Regions from separate parts of the Mus musculus genome. Here regions 1, 2, 3, 5 and 6 are each linked to region 4. A link is a contact called in public HiChIP or PLAC-seq and promoter capture Hi-C data. All regions are on one chromosome and are shown on one strand. Each heading gives the region's core, a stretch centred on a gene start, on an enhancer-like site or on the middle of the called end of the contact. The rest is flanking DNA. Distances are from core to core; before and after follow the strand shown. Region 1 holds the start of Rangap1 (RAN GTPase activating protein 1). Region 2 holds the start of Syngr1 (synaptogyrin 1). Region 3 holds the start of Tab1 (TGF-beta activated kinase 1/MAP3K7 binding protein 1). Region 4 holds the start of Sgsm3 (small G protein signaling modulator 3). Region 5 overlaps Cacna1i (calcium channel, voltage-dependent, alpha 1I subunit). Region 6 holds the start of Mgat3 (mannoside acetylglucosaminyltransferase 3).

Region 1 (2,700 bases), core at 33-2,532, 750 kb after region 4:
GGCTCAAAGAATGACAACACTGAGAGGTAGTCTCCTCAGACCAAATAAGCTAGTTCAAACCAAATTAAAGTATAAAGGCAGGTTTATTGGGGACAGCGCTCTAGTGGGTTCACTGGTCCCAAAGAAGGAAAGTCGCCTTGCAAACAGGGAGACAGAGGGGTGGGGGAGAGAAGGAAAAACGAGCTCACATATGCAGAAAGTGAGAGAAATGCAGACAGAGGAATGGAAGGGTAAGTGAGAAGACCAAAATGTCAGGATTATATAGTGAAGAGCTTCAGGGGAGAGAAGCAAGCCCAGCCCCGGGACTGGAAACTTCAAGTAGGGACTGAGGGATTCTGGGAGAACCTGGAGGCCATGTCCGCTTTGGTAGGTTAAATAGGCACCTTAGCCAGCTGTCACGGGCCAGAAACCCAACAAACACGAAGATGAGTAAAAATCTATCTGGAATTCAGCCACCTCTTACAGTTCCACGATGGGACAATGAGATTAAAAACTGGTGGTGGTAGGTAGGGCTCCAGGTGGAAGGGACACACAGACACACACACAAGCCCTCCCCAATTCACTTTAAAGAATGACTAACCAAAGCAAAACAGGGATGGTATTGAGCTATCCAAGGTCAGCAGACGGCCTGGGAGAGAGCAGGCACAAACGGTCAATACACAAACGCCCTCTCCTCCTGGGCGGCCGCGTGGGGGACGTCCTCAGGTGCACGGCCATCCATCGACCCAGCCAAGCGTCAGCAGTGACTCATGCCAGGCTTCCCGCGCGGACGTGGGCCGACTGGGTAGGCAACGATGGACTGCGTAGCCCCACCCGGCACGCCAGCCGGCTTCCTACCGCCTCCAGGTGAGATGGATGGCAACGGGAGGCGCCACCGCCGAGAGGAAGCTGTGGCTAGTGGCCACTCTAGGCCTCAGTTTCCCCAAACGTACAAGGGGCAGCGGCGCCCAGCGTCCCATCCCCCAAAGCCGGGCGCAGCGTGATCAAAAGGGTAGAAGCAAGGCGATCGCTTCGCCCCACCCAGACCCTGGTGGCCCAGGCAAGTGACAGGAAGAGCGTGAGGGCCCCGACTCACCACAAATTAGCGGCACCGCGGCGTGGGGGGACGGAACGCGCGCGTCGGTCACTGCTTGAGAGTCCGCGTGGGGGCCAGGCCCAGTGACCAGTCTGCTTGCCTCTCCTTGCTGCCGCGGCTCCTCGTTTAGCTCGTGCACACCACCTGCTCCACGATCCCCAGCGATTATGGCGGCGGAGGAGGATTTTTGAAAGCCGGCAGTTTCTTTCCTTCGATTTGATTTGTTCAAGCCGGAGCGGGGTTTTGCCGGGCCGGCTTGCGGGGCCTACTGGGAAAGGAAGTCCTGTCCTCCGGCGCTGGCATGGCGGGACGCGCGCGATGAACTACAATTCCCATGATGCAGAGCGCTCGGACTTCGCAACCCTCCTCTCCGCCCTCTCGGCTTCTGGCTCTTTCTCTACAGTACTCTGTGGGATGGTATTTGACGGAAGCGCCCGCAGACTACAAATCCCGACAGACCATGCCGCGAAGTAGCCGCACCCTTCCGTAGAGGTTAGCGCTCATTCATGCAACTTTATTGACAAAGGCGAAACAGTGAATCACTGGATCACTTCAGCATTGATAGGGATCTACTTGCTAAAAGAAATGACTTTAAAAACAAATTCTAATTCCCCTGAAATTGAAAGGAAACTCCAAAGATAATTTTTAAAAATGGAGAAAGTCATTTTGTAATAGAGACAAACTCCAGGCATCGCCTTAACCAACTGGTTCATATTAACATCAATATGAACACAGCATGGCGCACTGATGACACAGCATGGCTGTCCATTCTTCAAATGGATAAAATTAATCAAATCAGAGAGAAAGAGACGGAGAAACAGAGAGCCGGGGAGGGTGGGGAGAAAGAGAGAAAGAGAGAGAGAAAGGAGAGAAACAAAAGCCAAAACCATCTTCCAGAATAACTGGTCTGTATTGTTCCAAATTCTCCTGTGCCATTCAATTTGAAGAATGTTACTCCTTAAAGCCTATGGAAGCCGGGCAGTGGTGGCCCACGCCTTTAATCCCAGCACTCGGGAGGCAGAGGCAGGTGGATTTCTGAGTTTGAGGCCAACCTGGTCTACAAAGTGAGTTCCAGGACAGCCAGGGCTATACAGAGAAACCCTGTCTCGAAAAAAACAAACAAACAAAAAAGACTATGGAAAACGGTTGCTCTGGGGCATAGCTCAATGATAAGTGTATGCATTGAGTTTGAGTTCATCCCCAGCCCTAAAAATTAAACAAATAAATATGAAACAGACATGTTTAATAAGTGAAATACCCGGGCCTGGGTTTCATCTTTCACGGGGCAACAGAGATTTGCTATAAAGGACAATACTAAAATAATTAGCAAAATGTGTCTGTATAGTAAGTGTTACTATCAATATAAGGTGGGTTTTTTTTTGTTTTTGTTTTTTGCTTTTTGTACTGTGGAGTATGTGTGATAGTGTGAAATAAAGTAAGAGAAGTCTTTTTACTCTTCCTGGCATGTACTTCTAATGTCCTTGGCAGACACCCAACCATTGTATGCTGCAAAAATCAGTGAATGCTGGGTGTGTGGGAAAATACTCTATATGGAATCCTTGTCTGTCTGATTGTTGAATGAGAGATTGGGGTGACATGTATTTTCTTCTATATTTTCTTTCTTC
Region 2 (2,700 bases), core at 81-2,580, 890 kb before region 4:
CAGTGGACCAGAGTTTGATTCCCACACAGTGACCCACAAAGGTCTGTAGAGCTCCAGGTCTAGGGAATCCCACACCCTCTTCTCACCTCCTCAGGCAATGCATTTATACGATGCTCATATGAACATGCAGGCAGACACTAATACAAGACAAAGAGAAAATAAAAATGAAAAAAAGTCTTCCAATGTACAAAGTTATAAAGATCTTCCCTTGTTTTCCTCTAGACGTTTTATAGGATCATAGTATAACAGCTGCCTCAGACCTGAAACTCCATCACAGGGATAAAGCAGCAGGAGGAATAGAAATTCAAAACCCATCCCCCTCCTCCCGGTGAATTCCAGAGGCCGGCCTCTACAAGCCACTCTGTCTCAAAAACAAAACAAAAACAACAAATAAAAACAACGACAAAAGCCCCCGAGAGAGCCGGGCGTGGTGGTGCACGCCTTTAATCCCAGCACTCAGGAGGCAGAGGCAGGCGGATTTCTGAGTTCGAGGCCAGCCTGGTCTACAGAGTTCCAGGAGAGCCAGGGCTATACAGAGAAACCCTGTCTCGAAAAAAACAAAAAACAAACAAACAAACAAAAAAAGCCCCCAAGAGCCCCAAAGGGCCAACTATGTTGGGGTTGGGAGGGGGTAGAGTATATTTATTGACCACCTACTGTTTGTGAGGCCTTTGGATATAAACAAAACCTGACCAGCAGGAGCACACAGACAGAGGAGACAACGGAAGAAATAAGTACATAATTAATTATTGGATTAAGGAAAGGGATCGGGAGCTGTGGTGGAAGGGGAAGGGAGTCTCAGGTCTGTTTTTTTCCCAGCTTTTGCCTCCCTTACAGCGCCTTCCAGGTCAGGGGGCGCGTGCATGACATCATCGGTGGAGCTCGGCGGCTAGGTGGTTCTGGGGGCCCGAGAAGGCTGTGCAGATCTCTTAGAGAGGGTCATTACTGCAGCCAGCGACCTACGGACGCGTTCAATGAGCCACTGTACGATCAAACGGAGCCCCTTCCCTTTATTTGAAGCAGAGAGCGAAAGGAAAGAGGCAAATGAATAAATAAATAAATACATAACAAAAAGAGTTTCCTGAAGAACTACATCTCAGAGGGCTTCCGAAAGCGGGGATGCGGCTGCACTCTCTGTCCACACCCTGATCACGCGCTATTTTGCAAAGAGGTCACCCCGCTGGCTGGGAGCGCGCCCCACACCGGGACCCCAAGAAGCACCCGCTTTCTGAGCGCGAGCTTCGGGGAGCTGCACCTGCCGTGCACGGACGCCCCCTGGCGGGAGCCCCGGCAAGCACTAGCCGAGCGCAGGGGAGGGGGCGGGGGCGCCGCGCACGCGCACGGGTCGGCGGCGCGCGCCGAGCGGGGGGCGCCGCGCGGTGCAGCCACGATGGAAGGGGGTGCGTACGGAGCGGGCAAAGCCGGGGGCGCCTTCGACCCCTACACCCTGGTGAGGCAGCCACACACCATCCTGCGCGTCGTGTCTTGGGTAAGGACACAGCAAGGCGGGCTGGGGCGCGGGGCGCCGGACACCGACGCGACCTCACCTGGCCCGGGCGGCCCTGCTGACACAAGCGGATCACGGCCCCTGTCACCGAGGTCCTCAGTCCCATCGCCGAGACCTCCAGGCTGTCGCTGCTTTACACTTAGCGGCTAGGTTCTCGTGCGTCGGTGGGGACGGAGCCCAAGTTTAAGGCCGCTTATTGGGGGGCGCGGATCAGGGCGTGGATCTTTTTCTAGGGCGCACTGCTGCACCTGCCGCGCGCTTTCGGGGCGAGGACCTGGAACTAGATTTTGTTGCTCACTCTGTACGCTGCGGAGCTCTGAGTCTGGAGCCTGGATTTTTGGGTTCCGTCAAGACCCGCATCTGTTTTGCCGCGTGACCTTGGGCAGGGAACCACCCCAAAAAAGATACGAGGGATTCAGTTCGGATCTGGGTGGGGAGCGTCACCTCTTATGTCATGCCTCAGTTTCTCGATTTATAGGGGTGGGAGGAGCCAGGCCCCTTTGGGCTCTGACATTTTATGAATCCGCAACTCTCCGATCCCTAACAAACACCTGAGTGGATTCTAAATGTGGTCTGGAGAAAGGTTCCTTCCATGCAATAGAGAGCAGAGAAGTCTGTTTGTTCGCAATCTTTAGCCCACCTAGTCCGTGCAGGTCCCCCAGTGCTGAGTGGGGCTCAGCTCAAACCTGGGGGGTGGGGCAGAAACATCTTGAAGGAGTGGCTCAGGAGGCCTTGCACCCCAGGGTGAGGAGGCCTGTAGGCTCTGGGGTTGGCTGGCTTCATGGAGGGTCTTGCCCCTGTAGATCTGGGGGTCCATTCCTGTTGTGCTAAGACCAGAAGAGCCTGCATTGGTGACACGGGTCACGGACCCCTGGGGGCTAATAACCGAAGTCAGCTGTGACCCGGGCTTGCAGAGGTGCCCTCCTTTCCTCGTTTTCAGGGCCATTTCAGGATCTGATGCGTGGAATGGCTTGAGATTAATTCTGGTCTTACGGGGATCTTTTACGTTTCCTTCTTGTGGGGAGCCTTGTTTCTGTTACTCTTCATGGCCGTGCAGCCCAGCTATATCCGCGAGGGTTTGTGACACCGGATTTATTCATTCTTGGCCCTCCCCAGCTCTCAGATGCCCCTGCAGGCCCTAGGTAAAACGGGAACCCTGGAGGCACCTGCCTGCTCAGGTGCGCTGCTTCCTC
Region 3 (2,700 bases), core at 112-2,611, 840 kb before region 4:
CCTTTCTCTTGCTCCATAAACCTACCTGAGCCTGCAAAAAAAAATCTGCAGGGATCTTTGACACACTTCTTCCCATCAGCACTGTCTTTTTATTGTTGTTGTTTTCTCGAGACAGGGTTTCTCTGTGTTGCCCTGGCTGTCCTGGAATTCACTCTGTAGACCAGGCTAGCCCCGAACTCAGAAATTCGCCTGCCTCTGACTCCTAAGTGCTGGGATTAAAGGCATGTGCCACCACACTGGCCCATCAGCACTGTCTTAGGCCATTTCCTGTTGCTTTAATAAAATGCTTGATACTGGGGGGCTGGAGAGATGGCTCATCGGCTAAGAGCACTGACTGCTCTTCCAGAAGTCCCGAGTTCAAATCCCAACAGCCACATGGTGCCTCACAACCGTTTCTAATGGGACCTATGGGATCTGGTGTGTGAAGACAGTTATAGTGTACTCATACATAAATACACAAATCTTTTAAAAAAATTGATACTGGATTATTTATTCATTTAATGAAACAGGGTGTCATATAGTAGTCCATGCTGGTATCAAACTTCTGGTCCTCCTGTCTCTTCTTGTTGTTGTTTTTGTTTTTTTTTTTCAAGACAGGGTTTCTCTGTATAGCCCTGGCTGTCCTGGAACTCACTCTGTAGACCAGAAATCCGCCTGCCTCTGCCTCCCAAGTGCTGGGATTAAAGGCGTGTGTCACCACGCTCGGCTCCTCCTGTCTCTTCTTAAGGGATGGGATTACAGGACTCAAATTTATAATCCCCCTGCCTCAGTCTCCTAAACTCTGGGATTACAGTTGTGACTCTCCAAATCGAGCTTCCGCACCGTGCTTCTAGAACAAACAGACTCTTCCTTTGGGCACTGGCCAGTCACGCCAAGTGGCCTGCAATTACATTGCCAGCTAACACTACACTCCCATGTTACCGTCCATAAATTTAACTTCTGAGAATTTACAACTACTCGGAATTGCAGTCTTCTCCAAATCTAACTTCAGCTAGTTTGGCATTGGGGTGGCCTCCATTATAAGATCAGGCAGTCAGTCACCCACTACTCTTGTAAACTGAATCATTCGTTCTCTCTTGCTCCCTCCTCGCTAAGCCGCTTTAAATAGGATCTCAGGATCTCCATCGGGGTGAAAAAAAAATCCGGGAGAAAGCACACCCATAAAGACCCCAGGAAACAAGAAAGTCGAAGAAAGTAGGCTGATGGGGTTGGGGGTGGGGTGGGGGCAAGAGCCGCGCTTGCTCAAGGCGCCTCTGCTGCGCCTCCTCCGCTCCGCCGGGGGCGCTGTGGATAAGCTCCGCGGCAGCCCGAGCCGCTCTAGCCCCTCATCCCGCCACTCCGAGAGCCTGGCGCGCCGCGGGGTCCTCCAAGATGGCGGCGCAGAGGAGGAGCCTGCTCCAGAGTGTGAGGAAACCGACCCGCTCTCCGGGCTGGGAGGGTTGGGAGCTCGGGTGTGTCCTCGGGTGCAGGAACTGTTGTCTTTAGATGGCAGAGCATGGCCCTCTCGCCCCAGAGGCCTTTGGGGGCTTGCAGCGCGCGAGACCCACAGCCGGCTGGCGCCGCGCCTGTTCTGCGCGTGCGCGTCGCAGGCTGGGGCCTCTAGGGGGTCAAGGGCGCCGGGGTCCTGCGGAGTGGGAGCGTCCTCGAGCCGGAAGGGGACGTGGCGCCGCCGAGCGGGCCATCCGGAGCGTGGACACGACTAATAATAAATAGCCCCCCGCTTGTGTAAGGCGTGCTGTATCTCTGGCATTGTGTGGACCGCCTCGCGTTTATAAGCTTCGCCAGCAGCACCGGAGAATAGTTAGCGACTAAAAGTTTTTACAGACGAGGAAACCGAGGTCAGGCAGCTGGTGAGCGGCAGAGGCAGAGGCAGGATTAAAATAGTCTGGTTCCAGAAACACCCCTAAGGTTTAGGCTCCTCAAGTGAGGGCGTAGGGTTTTACTTCTGCCTCCCAGTTCACCGGGTCCCGTTGAAGGTTGGCTCCAGGCACCCCGACCTGGTCATCTGGACCTCCACGGTTTGATGTAGTCTACCCGTCCCTGCATCTTTCTCACATATGTGCAGTTACACATGTATGTATGTTAGCTCAGAGTACTGTTTGGATCTGCCAGGACAGGGCGGGGATCCCTTGGCCTTCCTTACCGTGGCACTCTGTAGGAGTTGCCTCTGGATGTCTGCTTCCTTGAAGACCAGCGCCTCTTAGCATGTTGACTTCACCACCCTACCACCCTTGCATGCTAGGTGCTTGGTCAGTGTCTGTCACAGAATGAGGAAATTGGTCAGGAACTAGGTCTTGGCTTTTCAAGGGTGGGGGGAAGTAGCTTGCCTGGCCTAGAGGATCTGAAGCCAGAGGGAGACGTGGGGGAAGAGAGAGATGGCTTTCCCTTCACTATTGTGTGCCTGCTCGGGCCTTTTGTAAAACCCTGGGAGTAAAGAGGTCTGGCTCTCTGTTTTGTAAGGTCCCAGAGGGCAAGGCCCTTGTATAAATGTCCCCATTGTAGAAAGCGTCTGGGGAACACTGATATGATTGTGACCTTGAGAGAAAGAGGGGCTGGGAAAAAAATAGTGACTGATGCCGACTGAGTTGGCTTGCTAACAAGAGAAAGGTCGACTGGGTCAAGTATCTTCTGTCTCTTCCTTGTGATGGGACCCAAAGAACACCAGTTAGGGCAGAGTGTAGGCTTTTCCCAGCACACAGA
Region 4 (2,951 bases), core at 27-2,526:
ACACAGATTCCATGTTACCACTTCCTAGCTCCTGTTATTTCCATCCGGGTCCTTCTCTAAACACTTCCGTCAGAAAGTCAGCCGTGCCTGTTTGCTAGCAGTCACCACCGTGGGGCTTTTTTGACTGTTGGCGTTCCCTCATAGAAGGAGGGACTGAAGAGGGCAACTGTCTGCCCCTTCCCACCCCAGACTTGAGATTACAGCTGCTCCTCACAGCCATTGGAGGCAGTTCTACCCTAATTGCACATGACCTCAAAAATCTCTGGATGCGCCGGGTCATATATGCTTCAGGGGCTCCATGTCCTCCTGAGCTGTGGGGAAGCCATATTCCATTTCGGGTGAAGACGGCAGTATGGCTGCATGTTACCCATGCTCCTGTATGCAATCTATCATCTATGCTCTGTAAGTAAGCCTAACAGATTCATTGGCTCTCCAGGTTGAACTTTGCTGAGATCGTACTTCGATTCGTCATTGGCACCTTATAAGGATCTGGTAAATATTTAAGTCTCTCAGGGAAGGAATTTTTGAAACAAATGAGAATAACATTCATTCTGCATTCAGCCCATTCCTGTGCTTGGGTGATGTGAAAAACCTGCTAATGTGCTTTGTAAGCTGTTTATTGTACGGCCAGGTCATGACTGAGTCCACCTTGCGGTTTGTAGAGTTTGCTTCATTGACCTGGGCACAAGTACGAACCAACACTTCAAACCGGTGTTGGTCGCAGTCAGTGTCTTTTCAGATTTGGCTGAGATGTCCCTTTAATGCTGTTGATAGCCTTTCTGAAATGAGGGAGGGGGGGGGGGCGGGTTCAGATTAGATTCCTTGCCAGCAGTGACAGTGTCAGCTGCCATCTTTCTGGATTGTTCTTTGGTGCTGTGTTTAAACGTTTTCCATACACATTGAGTTCTCACGGAAACCGTAAGTTCCGGGTTTTTATGGATGCGCAAAATGTTACGAGTGACTCAAAAGCAGGTGCTCAGGTTCCACACACCGCTTCCTTCTTAGTCATGACCTCAATCAATTACTGCTTTCCCCAGGGCCTGTGACTGATGGAAAACTAGATTAATCTGGTCTAGAAGCCAGCTCTGTGAGCCTGAAAGAGAAGACCAGTTTCTGGACTTGTGCACTGACTCCATCCTGACTGCTCCCAAACAACCACGAGTTGCTTGCATCACAGACCGGGTGCCTGGGGTACCTACCTCTAAAGGACGCCTGGAACCTGGGATGGGCCAGTCTTCCCGCGAAACTACAGCCCCCAGCATGCCCCACGGCCACCGGCTCTGCGGCCCGCGCGTGCGCAGAAGGGCAGCAGTGCGCGCCGACTAGGAGGCAGCTGCTAGCCTGACCTGCCGAGGTGCTGAGGTGGCCGCGAGACAGGTGAGCGGTGCGCGAGTCTCCGAGTCTCCGGGCCGGCGAGGGGGACGCTCACCTGCCTCTTGAGTGGAGGCCGCGGGGTACGGGCTGAGGGGAAGGCGGCGGGGAAGGCGCCGCCTCAGGCGGGGGCGGCGAGCCGCCGCGGCGTGGCTGCTCCCACGGCGACCCGGGACGCGCGTGACAGTGACAGACCCACCCCCTCCGGCGGCTCCCGGCGACCCGGAGGAACTGCGCCTGACGCAGCGGCGGGCGTCTCGGCAGGTGGCAACTCTCCCTCAGAGCCGACTTAGCTGTTCCCCTGGAAGACTCGGGTTCAGTGCCTAGGCCGAGTGTTAGCAGCGGGGAAACTGAGGCGGACGTGTAGGCAGGGGTCGCCTCGTGTGCTTCCGGTTAGAGGTCCTGAAATTACCCTGAGATTTAGGTGTGGGTCCCGACTGCTTTCATAGGGCAGTAATAGGAAATACAGATGCTTTAAAGTTTCCTTGTCAGTGACAGATTGTGCCGTGTCTTCCCGTCTCATGATGCATAGGAAATTTATGATGGGCTATGGTGGGTTTGTTTTTGTTTTTGTTTAGGTTTTTGTTGGTGTTGGTGGTGAGTTTTTAGAGATGACAGGGGAGTGGGTATTATCTGTCTGTCTGTCTGTCTGTCTGTCTATCCGGTTCCTTAAAAGAAATCTTTCTAGGTAAATTCATGTTTGTAGCCCAGGCTGGCCTCAGACTCCGAGCTCTGCCTGCTTCTGCTTTCCAAGTGCCGAACTGAAGGTGTGCGCTCTCAAGCCTCCAAATTCACATCTTCAACCGGACTACTTTTCAGTTTCATCTTTTTTTCTTTGTAGCTTTTCTGACTGTGCTGGTGACTGAGTTTTCAGGCACGCACAGTTCCTGGTTCTTTTCCCCCTTAAGCCCTCTGTTAGCCTCCAGCTTTCTTCTGACTCCAAGCATTAATGATCAGTTTCCCATACTCTGTTCCCCGTGACCTATGTGTGTGCTGCTGCTGCTGCTACTGTTGTTGTTGATTATTCCATATGGAACCCAGGGCCTCCCTCCACTACTGAGCTGTCCCCAAATCCTTAATGTAGCTTCTTCATCATTATCTCATCTTGGTTTTTTGGTTGATTGGTTGATTGGTTTTAAACTTTTAAAATTTAATTTTTTTAAATGTGTGTGTGTTCATGAGTGCATGACCTGCAAAGGTCAGAAGATGGCTTTAGATCCCCAGGAGTTAGAACAGCGGTGAGATTGTTATGGGTTCTGAGAACCAAATTTGACTTCTCTGCTAGAGCAGTATTCATTCTTAACCGTAGAGCTATGGCTCCACCCCTGATTGTTGCTGGTGTTGTTTGTCCCTGGCTAGCCCGAAGCTTTCTGTGTAGACTAGGCTGGTCTTCAGTGATCTTTCTGTTTCTCTGACTCGTAGATGTTGGGATTAAAGCATGTGTCAACACATCCAACTCCCTGTCCTTTTTAACCACAGATATGTGTGGTCTATGGTAGAGGGGAGGTGTTTTGGCTGGTGTATATGACCCCTGGATCAACATTAATTTAATAAGACTGTGGGGAGTCCTGGATGTGGCT
Region 5 (2,713 bases), core at 187-2,686, 660 kb before region 4:
TGACTCCACCCCACTTCTGCTTGTTTTGGTTTGAGTTGTGCTGACAAGGTATTACTGGGTAGCTCTGGTCGGCCTCAAACTTCCTGCCTCAGCCTCCCCAGTGCTGGGATTGCAGGTGTGTACTGTCACAGGTGTGTAAATATGTTTCCCCTTTGGATCGAATTTAGTTTTATCAAGGAGTCTGAGGACTCAGTGCTGACATCACACAGGGCCCACTGGAGAGTCAGGAGCCAGAGCTGCAGCCCCAGGGAGGCAGGGGCAGTATTGCAGACACAGGACCAAGGGCCGGGAGGGGACACTGGCCGAGGAACCCAGCAGGTCTGATGTAGACAAAACCCAGCCACGTGATCTAAAGAGGGGTCTTGACTTTCCCCACCTGTGAATGGGCCCATCAGGTGCACTTGGGCCTGGGTCTCCAGGAAGGACAGAGGCAGCAGAAACTGGGCTATGAGAGGGAGGTAATGAATGGGGGAAGGGGGGGAGGGAATCAAGGGGAACGGGGATGCTCGCTGGTAATTAGAACGTTTGAACTTCAAAAAAGTTAATTAATGACACAGCTACTGCTGGAGCAAGGCTAGGGCTCAAAGGGGGCCTGGCAGCGACTGAAATTAATTACAGGCTATGGCGGGAGAGTGGCAGCCAGGCCAGGGACAGGAAGGAGCAGGGCAGGGACAGAGGCCATGGAAGTCAGCTTTCAAGGTGAGCAGGGTCTGGAGAGCAGAGGGGGCTGTTGCCATGGAAACTAGGTCAGTTCTCTTAGCAGGCAGGAGGGGCCCAGTCCACTGTGGTTGGCATCTGGCTGTGGTGGGCTGGTGTGGCTTCACCGAGCTGGGGTTGAACTGGTGTGGCTGGGGGGTGGGGTGGGGGGAGCTTGAGATAAACTCATGTATTCACTCGGCAAGTCTTGGTTGAGCATCTCCATGCTGTTCTGGTTGGAGTTGAGTGCTTGTAGATCCCAGGGACCCAGACTCTGCTCAAAAGTGGGCAGAGAGGATGAGCGTTAGATGGGAGAGAGTCAGGCTGGAGGGCTGCTGGGGGAGGAGCTTGTGGGGCTGAATGGCCTGAGACCAGACAGGAAAAGCAGGCCACCACGGGCTGGGAGGGAGGCAGTCGGGGGAAGGAGAAGAGGGTAGGTCGTGCTGGCCAGCTTTGTGGAGGGCTTCTGATTTTAAGCCAGGAGAAGCTGGGAGCCACAGCAGGCACTCTGAGAAGAGGGGTCGGGACAGCCTCTGTGGACCTGTGAGGTGCCCCTTAGCTCCAGTGAGGAGCTGCTGTGAACTTGCTTGAGACCCCAGAGCCACTCACCGCAGGGAATTGAGTTCACAGGCAGGCCCTGGTCTCTGGCACTGCTGGCTGCTCTGACAGCACATAGCAGCTCTGTACCCAGATGCTAAATGCTGGAGTCAGGGACAGGAATGTGGGTACAGCTGGTGGCAGGGGTTGTCAGTCTGCTTCCTGGTAGATGAGAAACTACTAGAAGAGAGTGAGTCATCAGACAGGCTCCTTCATCTGGCAGTTCACCCCTGAGTCTGACCTCAGTCATTTATGCTGTTGTGTGGTTTCACTTTTTTTTTTTTCTTCACCATGATGCACTTTTTGGGGGGGGGGCACAGATCTCCTTAGCCCCGAGGACTTGTGTATAAGAGGAGAGGCCATTTGGGGGATATGAGCAGGCAGTTCTCTTCTCTCTGGGCTGTAGGATCCCCTTATCCTGCTGGTGGCCTGTGGCTGACCTGAAGGGCTGATCTCTAGATGCCCTGGCTCCAGGCTGCAGGATTCTGCTGGGGCAGAACCCGGGAAGCCAGGTCTCTGGGTTGGGCTGATTTGGGAGCAGCGGTCAGAGGGTGACTGTGAGCTTCAGCCCCACAGAGATAGGCAGATCAGGAGAACATGTCCAGGGATGCCTCAGAAGTGCAGACCCATTCCTTGGATGGGAAGCATGAAGCCACCGCAGAGGGATGGGAGAGGGAGAAGAGAAGGCCGGCATCAGAGCTGTTGAGTCTGGGGACCCTTTCTGGGGGCCACTCCTTCCTGGGTGGGACCTGGAGGCATCCTGCAGTGGATGCTTCAGTGGTTTGATTTGGTTTCGGTTCCCTGCAGGGTGTGGCATGGGTTGCACCTGTGTGGCGGGCCAGCTGCACTGTCTCTGAAAGCTTGGACCTGGGTCACTGAGAGGTCCACAGGGGTGGGGGTGGAGTTGGGGGTGGGGGGCAGAAACGGTCTGCATGTCTGTTCCTGGGGTGTCACATTCAGGAGTGTGGCGCCCCAGGCCGCGCTTCCACCACCAGTTCTTCCTTGACTTGGTGTACGTGGTTCGAGTGTGTGAGCATGCTGGTCATCCTGCTGAACTGTGTGACCCTGGGCATGTACCAGCCATGTGACGATATGGAGTGCCTCTCAGACCGCTGCAAGATCCTGCAGGTGAGCCTCTCAGTCGTCCCCTCCCTCCCAGCCGGGTGTCCTCTTCCAAGCTCAGGGCTCTACTGTAGCTCAGCCCCTCAGCTCTTCTGAAGAATTGCCCCTCCTGTCATCTTTGTTTTCCCAGCTGAGGCTCCTCACCCCATCCCATTCACACAGCGAAGGCAGTGGCTACATTTCTCTGCCCGCAGCCAGCCTCTGCTCCCTGATACCTCCTCCCTTGTGGACTCGTGGGCCCTGATGTGGCATCTGCGTGGTTGTAGGCACGGTGTGAGGTACCACAGAGTAGGGCTCT
Region 6 (3,040 bases), core at 167-2,666, 800 kb before region 4:
TGTGTGGAATATAACCTATGGTAACTGGCTGGCATATGGGAGGGTCTGGGTTTCATTCCCAGCGCCACAATAAGTAAATACATTCAGACAAATTGATAACCTTGAGAGGGAGACAAGTTATAGAGGTGGTGTACTGGTTTTTAGGTCACAACAGAATGCCTCAAATCAAGAAAAAGTGTCAGGGCTGGAGAAATGGCTCAGTGGTTAAGAGCACCCTTCCAGAGAATCTGAGATCAAGTCCCAGCACCCATGTCAGGTGCTTCTGACTGCAATCCAGCAGGGCTCTGGGGATATTTAGATCATTTAGAGCCGGGTGTTGGTGGTGCACGCCTTTAATCCCAGCACTCAGGAGGCAGAGGCAGGCAGATCTCTGTGAGTTCAAGGCCAGCCTGGTCTACAGAGTTGAGTTCCAGGACAGCCAGGGCTACACAAGAGAATCCCTGTCTTGAAAAAACAAAATAAATAAATCTATCATAGGTGACCTGAGTGCTAGAGATGCCCATTATAAGCAGCATCCTGGGGGTGGGGGGTGGGGAAGAAGAATGGAGAAACCTCCAAGTCTGGGGTTGAATCCCAGATCCAGCACATTCTGTCACCCTCTGCGCCTCATGGGTGGCTTTGTGCATTGATGAAGAGGGTGGAGGCAGAAGGATGTACAGAGGCCAACACATCCGAGCAAGACACAAACTAGCACGGACACTGTGTCGACCCAGTACCCAGTGTTTTAGACGCTTTCCTGTACCAGGCCTCTGCATAGGGCTACAGTGATGTACACACCGGTCAGGACTTTGTCACACCACCACACAGGAGGCCTGTGCCCCCAGCCACAGTATGCCCACAATCACGCCACAGTACGGATCTATCTACACACCCCATGCACATAAGGGCCAATCTATCACACGCTGCAGAACACAGACACACAGATCCACTCACACGCAGAGCCCGACAAGCACTTTGGCCAGCTCCGCCTCACACAGCACACACACCCGCACAGGACGCCCGGGCAGTGGGCCGGCGCACGCACGGTCACAGGCAGGGCACGCGCACACTCGCGCGTCCGATTGCTGCGCACACACACACACACAGAAACACACACATACACACGAAAGAGGCGCGGGGCGGTGGCGGGAGCTCGCGGTCCAGGCGCCCCTGGCCCGGAGCGCGCAAAGCCCGGCTGGCGGGGGAGGGGACGCGGCCGCGCGGGGGCGGGGCGGGGGCCGGCGGGAGCGGGCACCTCCAGCGCAGCGCTCGGCCTCGCCGCCGCGCCCCCGCTACCGCCCCGGGGTGCAGTCAAGCGGCCGCGCCGGGCCCGCGGGACGGGGTGGAGGTGGGGTGGGGGGCGGGGATCGGGCCGGGCCCGGGCCGCGCTGCCTGCGATGCCGGGCGCCCGCCGCAGCCGCCGCCGCCGGAGCCCGGGATGGGGCGAGGAGAGGCTGCGGCGGACGCCAGCATCTCCCCGCCGGGGACCCCGGGGGCCCCGGAGCCGCCGCCGCCGCTGCTTCTACCGCCGCTGCTGAGACCCAGCGGACGATGGGTGAGTTGACCCTGGAGCCGGGGACCCGCGCCGCAGCCCTGCATCTTCCCCGCACCCCAGGCCTCGCCTCCGCGTCCTCCCCACTCCCGTCTCCCCCCGTGGTGGTCCCGCAGCCCCGGGGGCGGGGGCATGGGGCCGAGTAGGGGCGAGATGTGGGGGACTGCTTAACCGGCGCCCCCTGCCCCCACCCGCCTGCTCTCCGCAGCTCTCCGTGGCCGCGGGGCAGAGCCTGGCGCGGCGACCCCCTCCCTTGGCTGGACCGGGGTGGGGTGGGGGCGTCCCGAGGCGCGGAGCTCCAGCCATGCTTTGTGCGCTGCGCTCCCTTCCACCTCCGGCGCAGCTCGGGGCTGGGGGCGCGAGGCCTCAGCTCTTGCCTTCCCCACCCCCGATCCCGGGCTGCTGCGGCTGCTGGCCGAGGCCCAGGCGCGGTTGGGGTGCTGGGCGAGTGTGGGGGCTGTGGCTGGAGCTGTAACTACAGCTGCCTTAGTGGGGAGCAGGGAAAAGCTTAGCATGAGAGGCCCCCACCTTCTACTGGGGAGGGGTCTCCCTCTCTTTGCACTGCACTGCCCAGGGCGGAGGAGGGCTCCTGGCTGGGGGAGGGCGCTATAAATATCTACAAATAGTTCTAGAACCGGGCTGGGGTGGGGAGGGGAGCTTGCTTGGTTGTGCTAGTGGCGGGGGTGCCTGAGCTGGGGCGCAGCATCTCTGACTGCTGCGCCCCAGTCATCTCCGATGGCCTGAGGTCTGATGATGTTCCCTCGCCTGCGGAACTCAGAAGGGGGATGTAGGCAGGAACATTTTCCCTACTGGGATTTTTCTGTGGTCCTCCATCATCTCTGGGACACGGGTGCAGAAATGCCTTCATGGGGGATTGACCTGGAGGGACACAGTTATTAAAGGTCCAGGCAATGAGCCAACCGTGAGGATGACAGGGAGAGCAAGACAAGGCTCTCTCCTTCTGGGAGCTGGCAACTCCAGGATTATTAGTGCTGCCCAACGCTAAGGAGATAGGCAGGGTTTCTGGGAAAGTTAGAAAGAGGGGCTCTTTGCTCTAGGGAGGAAGAACCTACTGGAAGACGGAAAAGTTCCCAGGGCTGAAGAAATAGTAAGAGAAAGGACCGAGAGATGTGCTCTCTGGTGTGTTGAGAGATGGTGTGTAGCATGGTGGGACACTGAACCACGAGGAGAAATGAGCTGAAGAGTGGGTATCCATGTGTGGCCAGCTGTGGTTGTATAGTGATTAGTACTGTATGTTATGGTTGCAACAACCATGGTTCGAATCTGAGTCCCAACACCAGTGATAGGACAAATGCCGTGAGAGGTGAGGTGGGGGTACTTTTGGCAGGTGGTGCCAAGGTGTGCCTTGGAGTGTGGACATGAGGGATAGATAGATGGAGGCAGACACACAGGGAGACAGAGATAAGAGTTCTGACAGAGATGAGAGAGCTCTGGGGTGACTGGAGCCCTATTTTATGGGCAGCACCTAGCACACCTCGTGCACCGGCA

What was found. Promoter capture Hi-C pulls out the DNA fragments that hold promoters and counts their contacts. HiChIP or PLAC-seq counts read pairs in DNA pulled down with a chosen protein or histone mark.
Region 1: a promoter capture Hi-C map of pre-B cells shows a contact between it and region 4. The contact joins the promoter of Rangap1 here to the promoter of Sgsm3 in region 4. A contact is called at or near these places in 4 of 39 promoter capture datasets (cranial neural crest, frontonasal cranial neural crest, liver and 1 more).
Region 2: a contact with region 4 is called in an H3K4me3 HiChIP or PLAC-seq map of bone marrow-derived macrophages, with 5 times the contacts expected there. The contact joins the promoter of Syngr1 here to the promoter of Sgsm3 in region 4. A contact is called at or near these places in 5 of 39 promoter capture datasets (the C10 cell line, HPC-7-derived erythroid cells, hippocampal neurons and 2 more), 4 of 115 datasets of contacts at active chromatin or transcription factors (bone marrow-derived macrophages, embryonic forebrain, extraembryonic endoderm stem cells and 1 more) and 1 of 9 other capture datasets (adipose tissue).
Region 3: a promoter capture Hi-C map of liver shows a contact between it and region 4, with 3 times the contacts expected there. The contact joins the promoter of Tab1 here to the promoter of Sgsm3 in region 4. A contact is called at or near these places in 7 of 39 promoter capture datasets (the C10 cell line, embryonic stem cells, hippocampal neurons and 3 more) and 1 of 115 datasets of contacts at active chromatin or transcription factors (microglia).
Region 5: an H3K27ac HiChIP or PLAC-seq map of large pre-B cells shows a contact between it and region 4, with 6 times the contacts expected there. The contact joins the enhancer-like site here to the promoter of Sgsm3 in region 4. A contact is called at or near these places in 3 of 39 promoter capture datasets (the C10 cell line, embryonic stem cells and pre-B cells) and 1 of 115 datasets of contacts at active chromatin or transcription factors (large pre-B cells).
Region 6: a FOXA1 HiChIP or PLAC-seq map of pancreatic cancer cells shows a contact between it and region 4. The contact joins the promoter of Mgat3 here to the promoter of Sgsm3 in region 4. A contact is called at or near these places in 4 of 39 promoter capture datasets (the SN4741 cell line, embryonic stem cells, hippocampal neurons and 1 more) and 1 of 115 datasets of contacts at active chromatin or transcription factors (pancreatic cancer cells).

Annotation. Positions count from the first base shown.
Region 1 is chr15:81,728,637-81,731,336 of GRCm38.p6, forward strand. It overlaps Rangap1 (RAN GTPase activating protein 1), which reads right to left and starts at 1,283. Exons shown (of 16, transcript NM_001146174.1): 1 at 1,076-1,283.
Region 2 is chr15:80,090,004-80,092,703 of GRCm38.p6, forward strand. It overlaps Syngr1 (synaptogyrin 1), which reads left to right and starts at 1,331. Exons shown (of 4, transcript NM_207708.1): 1 at 1,331-1,489. The coding sequence starts at 1,391. It overlaps Gm31134 (predicted gene, 31134), which reads right to left and starts at 1,831. Exons shown (of 2, transcript NR_168675.1): 1 at 1,548-1,831; 2 at 730-1,008.
Region 3 is chr15:80,131,785-80,134,484 of GRCm38.p6, forward strand. Tab1 (TGF-beta activated kinase 1/MAP3K7 binding protein 1) reads left to right here and starts at 1,362. Exons shown (of 11, transcript NM_025609.3): 1 at 1,362-1,404. The coding sequence starts at 1,372. All of the region lies in intron 1 of Gm31253 (a long non-coding RNA gene), which reads right to left.
Region 4 is chr15:80,976,489-80,979,439 of GRCm38.p6, forward strand. Sgsm3 (small G protein signaling modulator 3) reads left to right here and starts at 1,277. Exons shown (of 22, transcript NM_134091.2): 1 at 1,277-1,377.
Region 5 is chr15:80,318,050-80,320,762 of GRCm38.p6, forward strand. Cacna1i (calcium channel, voltage-dependent, alpha 1I subunit) reads left to right here. Exons shown (of 37, transcript NM_001044308.2): 3 at 2,310-2,421. Among named protein-coding and RNA genes, the nearest start is that of Gm31319, 30 kb to the left of the region's middle. Within about 2 kb of position 1,437, at least 53 of the 459 cell types and tissues checked have an H3K27ac peak or open chromatin away from gene starts, as enhancers often do.
Region 6 is chr15:80,172,305-80,175,344 of GRCm38.p6, forward strand. It overlaps Mgat3 (mannoside acetylglucosaminyltransferase 3), which reads left to right and starts at 1,417. Exons shown (of 2, transcript NM_010795.4): 1 at 1,417-1,534.